Linked DNA regions of Mus musculus: region 2 is linked to region 1. Evidence: chromatin contacts called from public Hi-C data. All regions are on one chromosome and are shown on one strand. The core of a region is the stretch at or near the end of the contact, and the rest is flanking DNA. Distances in the headings are between cores, read along the strand shown.

Region 1 (4,991 bases), core at 769-3,268:
CAAAAGATAAATCCTGATAGCAGTGTATGTTTTATACACTCAGACTTGCAAATGGAACAGACAACGTCCTAGAATCTGTGTTTAAAATGACAGTCTGTAGGAGAAATTTAATCCAGCAACATGACTGCTCTGGCAAAGAACTAAGTCTATATGACCCAGCCAGAATGTAGACACACCCTGTACTATAGTATGATCTGGCAAGAATACAGACATGTCCTTAATACATGCTTTTAATCCCTAACAATGAAGTTTAAGGTTAGTTTGTAGAAGGAAGCAGACATGTTTGAAAGTGATATCTAATTGAGGGGTAGACAAAGTGAAGAAGAAGAGAAAGATTTGACAAAATGAGTCAGAGATAGGATTTGTCCAACTCACACAAGAACAGCACAGGAGAGGCTACTTAAGAGCAGTACAGGGAGAGTGCATGTGTGGGTATGTGAATGTGAGTGTGTGGATGTGGGTGTGTGGATGTGAGTGTGTGGATGTGAGTGTGTGGATGTGGGTGTGTGGATGTGAGTGTGTGGATGTGAGTGTGTGGATGTGGGTGTGTGAATGTGAGTGTGTGAATGTGAGTGTGTGGATGTGGGTGTGTGAATGTGAGTGTGTGGATGTGGGTGTGTGAATGTGAGTGTGTGAATGTGAGTGTGTGAATGTGAGTGTGTGGATGTGAGTGTGTGGATGTGGGTGTGTGAATGTGAGTGTGTGAATGTGAGTGTGTGGATGTGGGTGTGTGAATGTGAGTGTGTGGATGTGGGTGTGTGAATGTGAGTGTGTGAATGTGAGTGTGTGGATGTGGGTGTGTGAATGTGAGTGTGTGAATGTGAGTGTGTGGATGTGGGTGTGTGAATGTGAGTGTGTGAATGTGAGTGTGTGGATGTGGGTGTGTGAATGTGAGTGTGTGAATGTGAGTGTGTGGATGTGGGTGTGTGAATGTGAGTGTGTGAATGTGAGTGTGTGGATGTGAGTGTGTGGATGTGAGTGTGTGGATGTGGGTGTGTGAATGTGAGTGTGTGGATGTGGGTGTGTGGATGTGAGTGTGTGAATGTGAGTGTGTGGATGTGGGTGTGTGAATGTGAGTGTGTGAATGTGAGTGTGTGGATGTGGGTGTGTGAATGTGAGTGTGTGGATGTGGGTGTGTGAATGTGAGTGTGTGAATGTGAGTGTGTGGATGTGGGTGTGTGAATGTGAGTGTGTGAATGTGAGTGTGTGGATGTGAGTGTGTGAATGTGAGTGTGTGAATGTGAGTGTGTGAATGTGAGTGTGTGGATGTGAGTGTGTGAATGTGAGTGTGTGGATGTGGGTGTGTGAATGTGAGTGTGTGAATGTGAGTGTGTGGATGTGAGTGTGTGAATGTGAGTGTGTGAATGTGAGTGTGTGAATGTGAGTGTGTGGATGTGAGTGTGTGAATGTGAGTGTGTGAATGTGAGTGTGTGAATGTGAGTGTGTGAATGTGAGTGTGTGAATGTGAGTGTGTGGATGTGAGTGTGTGAATGTGAGTGTGTGGATGTGGGTGTGTGGATGTGGGTTTATGTTGTGGATGGGCCTGGCTGTTCTTGTGAACCAATCACCTAATGAATAAAGGAGCCAATCACTGGGTGAATGGGCGGGACTTCTGGGTTGGAGGGAGGAAGAGAGGACACAGGAGGGAGTTAGGCCCTTTTTGGAATGGAACAGCAGAGGGGTAAGATGTAGCTGCTAGAGTTTCTCAGTATCATGGCAGATCAGCAAGGATTTGCCACAGGAGGAATCAGATTTTAATAAGGCTTACAAGATTAGGTTTTAGTTGCTGCACCCAGAGATTGAGTTATCACTGTTTCTGAATTAGGTTTGTGTTGTGTTTTCCTACACAAGGTGGCTCATCTGGGTTCAAGAGAGAAAGGTATAGCAGCAAAGCGTGGGTTTGCCAGATGTGCACCACAAAGGCCATGGGGGATTTGAAGCACGGGGTTGGCATGGTAACGACCCGTCAGTGGGAACCTAGTGAGCTGGGTGGAGAGACGTGGAGTTCTGAGTCAGAGTCTCCACAAGATAAAAACAGGATGGCTTTTGCCTGACAGTGCATAGCTGGCCAGGTGCTGGAGCAGAGAGTTGCCAGCAGAAACATGCCGGTTTGTTTTTAATATTTCCCACAACAGGTGTGTGGTAGTATGGCAGTCTTAGTGGGACAGTTTTACAAAGACAGGTGCTAGAGAGAACAAGCTAGACACAGGTGAAGACAGAATGATCCAGAGAATGAGCCAGAAAATTAGAACATATTGCCAAAGTTAGCATGAAGCCAAGCAGAGCAATTCAGTCAGAAGTGTGTGTGTGTGTGTGTGTGTGTGTGTGTGTGTGTGTGTGTGTGTGTGTGCCTTCATACTGCTCTGCCTCAAGAGGCCTTCAATTTTTGACACATTATCTGACTCCAACAAAATCTTGGTCAAGGAAAAGTCGAATAATTCTGCAACTGTGGTGGACAGGAAGCCTACCTCAAAGGAGTTCTTCCAGGAACTATTCCTCACTACAAGGAACCTGTTTCCACCAAAGTTAAGTTTTTAAGTTCATTTTGTTTCCAGAAATTTAATATTTACTGGAGGATGTTTTTGAAGTCCCGAATGTCAACTGTGACTCAGTCAAGCATTGGTTTGTCTTCTTCAAATGTGAAGACATGATTAATTTCAGAGAACTTGGTGACATTTCCAGCGTGCCTATCTGAGGTAAAGATGTTTGCAAGGTAGGAAACAAACGGCAAGGAGAGAACATTTTGTGCTTTACTGACCTTCTTGCTATACTCATAGATCAGGGCCTTGCTCGGTTATCATCATCAGAGAAGCTTCCTCCTGCAGTAGATAAAAAAAAAAACAAAGACGGAGACCCACAGCCACACAATGTGCAGTGAGTGAGAGTCCTTGGAACACTCAGTCCCAAATGGGATGTTTCCATCTGAACCCTCCCTTCAGGGCTCAGGGAACCCTGCAGACTAGAAGGCTAAAAGCATGTAAGAACCAGAGGGGTTGGAGAACGTTAAGGAAAGTAGGCCCTCTAAACATGGCAAGACAGTTCCATGTGTGACCTCACAGAGACTGTGGCAGCATGCACAGGACCTGCGTGGGTCCTACAACTGAAAGGGAAAGGTAAATGCAGGCCCCTCCCTAACCCAGACTCTATATCCAATCGATAATCACTCACAACTGAAAAATTAGTTTCTTTTAAAGGATTCTCACTAGAGACACAAAGCACTGTTAAGGTTTAACCACCCATGCCCATCAGTGGCCAACACAAAACACTCAGCGGCAGCGTCATGTTTTGTCATAGCATTTTAATAAAGTCTCACAGGACCTTTGCATGTATTATGGCTTCTAGCTGTGTGCTGTTATGGGTTTTTCTGTGAACAAACATGTGTCTTTGTCTCTTTGTGGTTTATATGGCTATTTCCCCCTTGGATCTTTTTCTTGTGTTTGTTTTTTTTTTTTTTTTTGTCCTATTCTGTTTTTTTTTTTTAAATCTCATTTTATCTCATTATTATCCCTTAGATGTCTGTTTCTAAGAGAAACAGAAAGGATGGGGATTTGGGAGGTGTGTGTGTGTGTATGTGTGTGTGTGGTGTGTGTTTGTGTGTGCGTATCTCAGAACAGTTGAGGAGGAGAACAACCAGAACATATTGTATGAAAAAACTACTAGATGAAAGAAAAATAGGAAAGAAGTGATAGAGTAGAACCATGACTAAATTAATTTTTTTTTCTCCTAGTAGGAAGACTGTTTTCAATCAACAGCTCCAGTCAGGCTACATGGAAGACATGTAGGCATGGGATTGGACTCAAGAGCAAAGATGTGTGTGACATGTAATAGTGTCTGCTTTTTCATTGACTTTATAATGTAAGATATATCTGATAGTGCTGAGCCATCTCTCCTGCACCACGTTTCTATTCCTTGTTTGTCTGTCTATCCATCTATCTCTCAACTTAAACCTAGTCTGCCCTTCAGAGAAAATATATGGTGTTTTACCTTTATGTCACTTAACATAAATCTCCAGTTGCCTCAATTGTCTAGGAAATGTCTTCTTTTGTGGCTGGATAAAATTCCATTGTGTATCTATGCCAGACGTTCTTTAACAGCCCCTCTGCTGATGGGGGGTCTAAGCTGATTCCATGTCTTAGGACAGCAAAAGCAAGCATCTCTGTGTCATGTCAACTCCAGTGTACTGCAGATAACATCCACAAGTGGTAGATTATGTATTTATTGGCTACATACATTTTTTTTTTGCAAGATGTCTACTTAGTTCCCTAGTCCTATTAATTGGATGAGATTTTCAGTGTTTCATTTTGGTAGGTATTCATATTAATTCCCTGCCCCATGTATAATTCACAGATACTTTCCCCACTCTTGGTTTTTTTCTTTGCTCCCTGCTGATGTTTTCCTCTACATTATATGCTTTGTAATTTTTTAAAAATTTTTTTTATTTTATTTTTAGATTTACTTATTTATTTTATGTATGCCAGCACAGATGGTTGTGAGCCTTCATGTGGTTGTTGGGAGTTGAATTTTAGGACCCTCGCTTGCTCCGTTCAACCCTGCTGCTTTATAATTTAATGTAAGCACATTATCAGTATTTAGAACTATTTTCTTTTCTATTCATTTCTTTCTTCAGAGAGCTCCAGCTCTCTAAATCTTGAGTTGTATCTTTTCACCCTAGAAGTTTCTAGGCTCCAAGTCTTATGTGAAGGCCTTAACTATGCTCATGTTTCTGTCTAGCCCTAAGCATATAGTATTCTAAAAGTTGTTTAATATTATTAACATCTAATAGTTTGTGGATTTATCTCTATTGGTCTGTATTTCTCTTCATTATTTATCCTTCTTTTCTTTCTCTGAAAAACTCATTAATTTTGAATGCTGTGGTTCTGTCAATTTTTCCTTTCCGTACCCCGGGTACTTTTCTACTTTCATGATCATTCGCGGGGTTTTGGGACCCAGTTATTTACTTAGAAACAACTTAATACCTGGAAGGAGTTTCT
Region 2 (4,991 bases), core at 875-3,374, 120 kb after region 1:
AATTTAGCAATAATTTTTAATCAGGAGATAGAAAATGCCACATAACACATTTTAGTCACTGAAACAGTTCATGGTAAGCCAATAGAAGTCGAATTTAATGCAGAACAAAGTAATTTTTACTCCTGACTCCTTATTACCATAACTTAAAAACTTGAATTCTTTAAGAATAAAAATAATAGACGTATTAACATATATGTCACTGTTGATTTAGTCTGTTATGAGTCTTACCCTCAACAGAGTGCTAATAGCATTTAGAATTTTAGATAAATAAGTACTTATTTTGAATGACTGACATTTTGGTCTTTGATAAGGGTGCTGTTCCCAGACACGGCTCCCTCTGAGGTCCACTACGGAGCTCTTTCTGGATCTTTCCCTGGGGTTTGACTATTAGCAGCAGCTGCTGGAGAAAATAATCCATACGAATCCATTCAACTGCAAAGCTTAGGATCCTCTGGAGGATTACGGGATCCAGTGGTCCTGGGAGCAAAGGGCCAACAGAATAAATACTTGGTAGGTTCTGATGGCTCTGTTTTATGGGTTCTAGCATCAGTTCCCGCACAACTCAACCCAAAGGGATATAATCAGGGGCAGCCAGGCTGTGTTTTAGAATGATAAAAATCCTCCTCCTTGGAGCTGGGGAGATATCATTCCATTGTTTTCTACTTTAAATTGGATGATTTTGATTCCATTGTAGATCAGGGGAGAGCACTCTTTTCAAGTAAAAACCCTAGCTTCTGTGAAATTTGGAATGTAAGAAAGCCTTTCTCATCGTTCTTAAACTGCATTATTTCTAATGGTTACTTATTTCAGATTGAATTAAGTCAAGCTTAGTAGAAAAGGATTTTTATGTCTCTTCTTATTTGCATTTGTTTGTCAAAATCTCTTTAAAGCGATTTATAGGGTAATCTTCCAAAAATTCTCTTATGTTTGACTTATTTGTAAAAGCGATACATTTGTGTCGATGTTTTATGTTTTACATTTTTTTTTCCAGCCCATTTAAAAACCTCACTTCTCTCTAGTCAATCCTTAAACAGTTGGGGAAAAAAAAATCATGTTCTCGATTTCACATGAAATACAAGAGTGCCCTCTCTTGTCCACCACAGAGTAATACAGCTGAAAAGGAAAGGTCCTCTTTAGTGACAAGGAACTGATAGAGGCATCTCTAATAATAAATACACCTTAGATTTTAATAAGAAAAGGGAGATTTATTGCAAGAAAACCACAATGCAAGGAGGGCTGAGTCTCAAGAGGTAGATACACTGAGTCTGAATAGACCTAGGAGTTAGAATGCGTTTCATTTTCAAAGTCACTGAAATATTTGCACTGTTAGGGAGATAGCAATCCCTCTGATATGTATCTATAAATAATAACATGTTGACTTTTCACTTTTAAAATCACTGAAATAAAAGCAACGGAAATATGATGTTGGTAGCTATTGTTGTTGTCAATACAGGATTGCACAAACTGTGCCACACCTGCTGAAGGGAGTTTTTGTTGCCCCATCTCCCTTGGGAAGCCATTGAAACAAACAAAATGTATCTAGGTCTTTGTGTTAGCTAGGAAAGACCAACCTGGTGTAGAGATTTCCTGGTCAGGTCAGACAGAATGTACTAGTGGAGACCAGAGTCCCTGCCACGTTCCAAGAGAGGCACAAGGGATACTATGCTGTGGTTTTGATTGGCTTTCCCAGAAGTTTAAAGTGAAAAAGCAACCACACTGTGTTCATGTTTCCTGGAATCTCAGATGAGGCAGTTATACCAATAAATCCTTCACCTTCTATGAAAGATGTTTCCTTAAAGCATGAAGGGAAGTTGTATTTATTAGAGGGATTTGGGGGAAAGACAGCACAAGTTTTTAAATCTAAGATTACTCCTTGCTCAGCTCCCCCTGACACATACACCCCACACTCTAGCAGTGTTTTATGCTCCTGTCAAGCGCTGCTCACTGACAAATCTTAGTCCTACAACCACTCCCCATGGTTTGAGATCTATCCCAAGACAGAAGTAACCTCTGAGGATCAGAGTCGCCCACACAGGACATAGTGAGCTTCTCCATAGGTGGCTGTAGCTGTTTGCAGAGTCTAAGGTCACGTGTGCACAGAACATCTGGTGCTCATTTCCTTCTGAGATATGCTGCCGCTGCTGCCGCCGCTGCTGCCACCATCTGAATAACGGATCACTCTGAAGCTCTGTGTAGCTGCGTAAGAACTGGATCACTCACTACCACGGGGGTCTCCCTATGGCTATTGTGAATCCCACAGCTCTCCTGTGTGACAGAAGCTATTGTCATCTTCCCTTTACCCAGAGTAGTGAGCATCACCTAGATCACATATCCAGATTTACTGGCTGGAAGTTGAGTTTGAACACAGATCAAGGAATTGAGTGGTAGGCTTGTCCTGTCCTAACTGTTCTCACCTCCCAAACTCATATCTGCTCTTCAAAGCTCTGATCTTCAACAATGTTGCTTCATGAGTTGTTCCCCCTCTCTCATTCTCTCTCTCTCTCTGTGTGCGTGTGTATGTGTGTGTATGTGTGTGTATGTTCCAAACAGCATCATCCTTAGCTATCTTTTTTAGTGGTTGTTTTATTATTTATCTATTTGCATATTTTTTTCTCCAAAGGGTTTCTTTGTGTAGCCCTGGCTGTCCTGGATATCACTCTGTAGACCAGGCTGGCCTCAAACTCAGAAATCCGACTGCCTCCACCTCCCAAGTGCTGGGATTAAAGGCGTGCACCACCACTGCCTGGCTCACACATGCGTTTCTTATAGGAAAGGGCACTTACCTATAGAGTGATGAGGCGTAAAACAGCGTCTTAAGTAGGTTGACTTATCATCAAGGTATCTATCCATTCTGCCAGTACTTACTAAGACCTGATGATCCTAGGTGCCAGGTGTACAGCAGTAGATGAGTAAGGTCAACTACATGCATAGTTTTAAAACTAATGAATTGAATATGAGGAGAGCTCTAGACATAATTTTAATTAATGCCCCACTTTGTTGGTAATTATCAGCTTTTAGTAGAAAGGTAGCTTGCCAATCTATTTTTTTGTCCTTATTGATGGACTAATTGAGAACATAATTACAGCTCATTAAGAGTTTTCTGAAGATCTATAGAAGGATCATCAAGATACAAACAGAAGTATCTTTTAAAAAGGGAGAAAGCAAGTGATAGGGGCCAATAGGGGAAAATATAGAATCTTTCTGATTTTTTTTAATTTGGGTAATCTATTGGAATGAGTTACAAATTGAAAATATTTGGCAGATGCGGATTTATTAACAACTAAAGAAATGAATCCGAGTGCAGCTCCGTTTTATCCGCACAGTAGATCAATATATTTTGCAGGCTGCTATTTCCTGGATAGGTCTGGCTTAGTATCATTGCTTTATAGAGTAAGGTATTTTTCCTTTTTGTTTTGTTTTGTTTTTCCCCTCGAGAACTCTCATCAAGGTATTGTCTATCTGACAATGTAAATCAGATGGAATTAAAGTCACCTCCATTGATTCGCCTATGAGGGATGAGATCTGGAGATTGACAGTTGGAGTCAGCCAATGAGCAACTGCCTTGTCACTGTGCTTACTGAGACGTGGGCTTTGCTTTTATGGGTTAGCCCATCTGTCTTAGTCAGGGTTTCTATTCCTGCACAGACATCATGGCCAAGAAGCAATTTGGGGAGGAAAGGGTTTATTCAGCTTACACTTTCCACACTGCTGTTCATCACCAAAGGAAGTCAGGACTGGGACTCAAGCAGGTCAGGAAGCAGGAGCTGATGCAGAGGCCATGGAGGGATGTTTCTTACTGGCTTGCTTCCCCTGGCTTTCTCAGTTTGCTTTCTTATAGAGCCCAAGACTACCAGCCCAGGGATGGCACCACCCACAAGGGGCCCTTCCCCCTTGATCACTAATTGAGAAAATGCCCCACAGCTGGATCTCATGAAGACATTTCCTCACCTGAAGCTCCTTTCTCTGTGATAACTCCAGCCTGTGTCAAGTTGACACACAAAACCAGCCAGTACACCATCTCAATGGATAATTTCAAGCAAATCCAAATTGTTAAACAAAAAAGTGAAATAATAAAATAATCTGGCAAAACATAAGGGTGGGAAAGAATGCTGGTTCCTCTCCCTAGACTTATTTCACAGGAAGGACATATATCAGACAATAAAGAACTATAATTCAACCTCCTTGGCCAGAGTAGGCAGTCTTTTTTTTTTTTTTTTAATATTGCTCCTGAAAGAAAATGACCTTTCTGACATTCTTCATTTACTCCTTCCTAACCAAACCTGAGAACATGTAGCATGGCCACAGTTTTATGACGTGAATCATCAGGTGAAGTGGGAGAAGATTGCACAACACAAAGCTCCACACTCCCTTCTCTCAGGAGGCATGCGTTGGCATCTTTCACTACTTTGCCCTGGGTTTCAGCTTCCTGGTGGCCTACACCCTTGTTTCTCTACCTTCTCTAGCCTTTCCTACAGACTGGAGTGCCCATGTGGTACAACATGTATAACAACATGTGGGCCAAAATGAGCTCATGCTAATTAACCCACAATATGTAATTCCACAGGAATTTTATGATAATTGAGCAGTGATTCTTATAAACCTATTTAAAAATTGTATCTAGAAAGCAAATTATAGCACAATATCCCCCAAGGCTCTTAATAACGTTGACTATTTTTAGGAAATCCAACCCCCTCTGGGTACACCAACACTTTAACTCAGTGGTCTTGACAAGCAAAATGGCGAAAAGCGGCAGAGATTCTTAAAACCTATTTTTAGTCTAAATTAGGGTTTATCACAAGCGATGCGTCCTAATCAAGCACACTACAATATTCAACAGAATTGGAGTGAGGTGGGCAGATAACACAATGGGACACAGATAATTGTACAAATATACATTTCTCTGTGGTTTCACCCTGTTTGTCCTTCCTCAGCTAACCTGGTAAGTGCTTCACCTTCCTGTGGGTAGCTCAGCATGCTTCGATCTGGGCGTA

The links. A called contact is a pair of places that touch in the nucleus more often than the background predicts.
Region 2: a Hi-C map of Th1 cells shows a contact between it and region 1, with 4 times the contacts expected there. The contact joins two enhancer-like sites. A contact is called at or near these places in 3 of 484 Hi-C or Micro-C datasets (the C2C12 cell line, Th1 cells and nephron progenitors) and 1 of 115 datasets of contacts at active chromatin or transcription factors (Th17 cells).

Annotation. Positions count from the first base shown.
Region 1 is chr15:94,088,028-94,093,018 of GRCm38.p6, forward strand. All of the region lies in intron 2 of Gm30665 (a long non-coding RNA gene), which reads right to left. Among named protein-coding and RNA genes, the nearest start is that of Gm30665, 18 kb to the right of the region's middle. Within about 2 kb of position 2,019, at least 22 of the 459 cell types and tissues checked have an H3K27ac peak or open chromatin away from gene starts, as enhancers often do. A contact at or near this core is called in Th1 cells and Th17 cells, where this site is marked.
Region 2 is chr15:94,212,532-94,217,522 of GRCm38.p6, forward strand. No RefSeq gene overlaps it. Among named protein-coding and RNA genes, the nearest start is that of D630010B17Rik, 32 kb to the right of the region's middle. Within about 2 kb of position 2,125, at least 45 of the 459 cell types and tissues checked have an H3K27ac peak or open chromatin away from gene starts, as enhancers often do. A contact at or near this core is called in Th1 cells and Th17 cells, where this site is marked.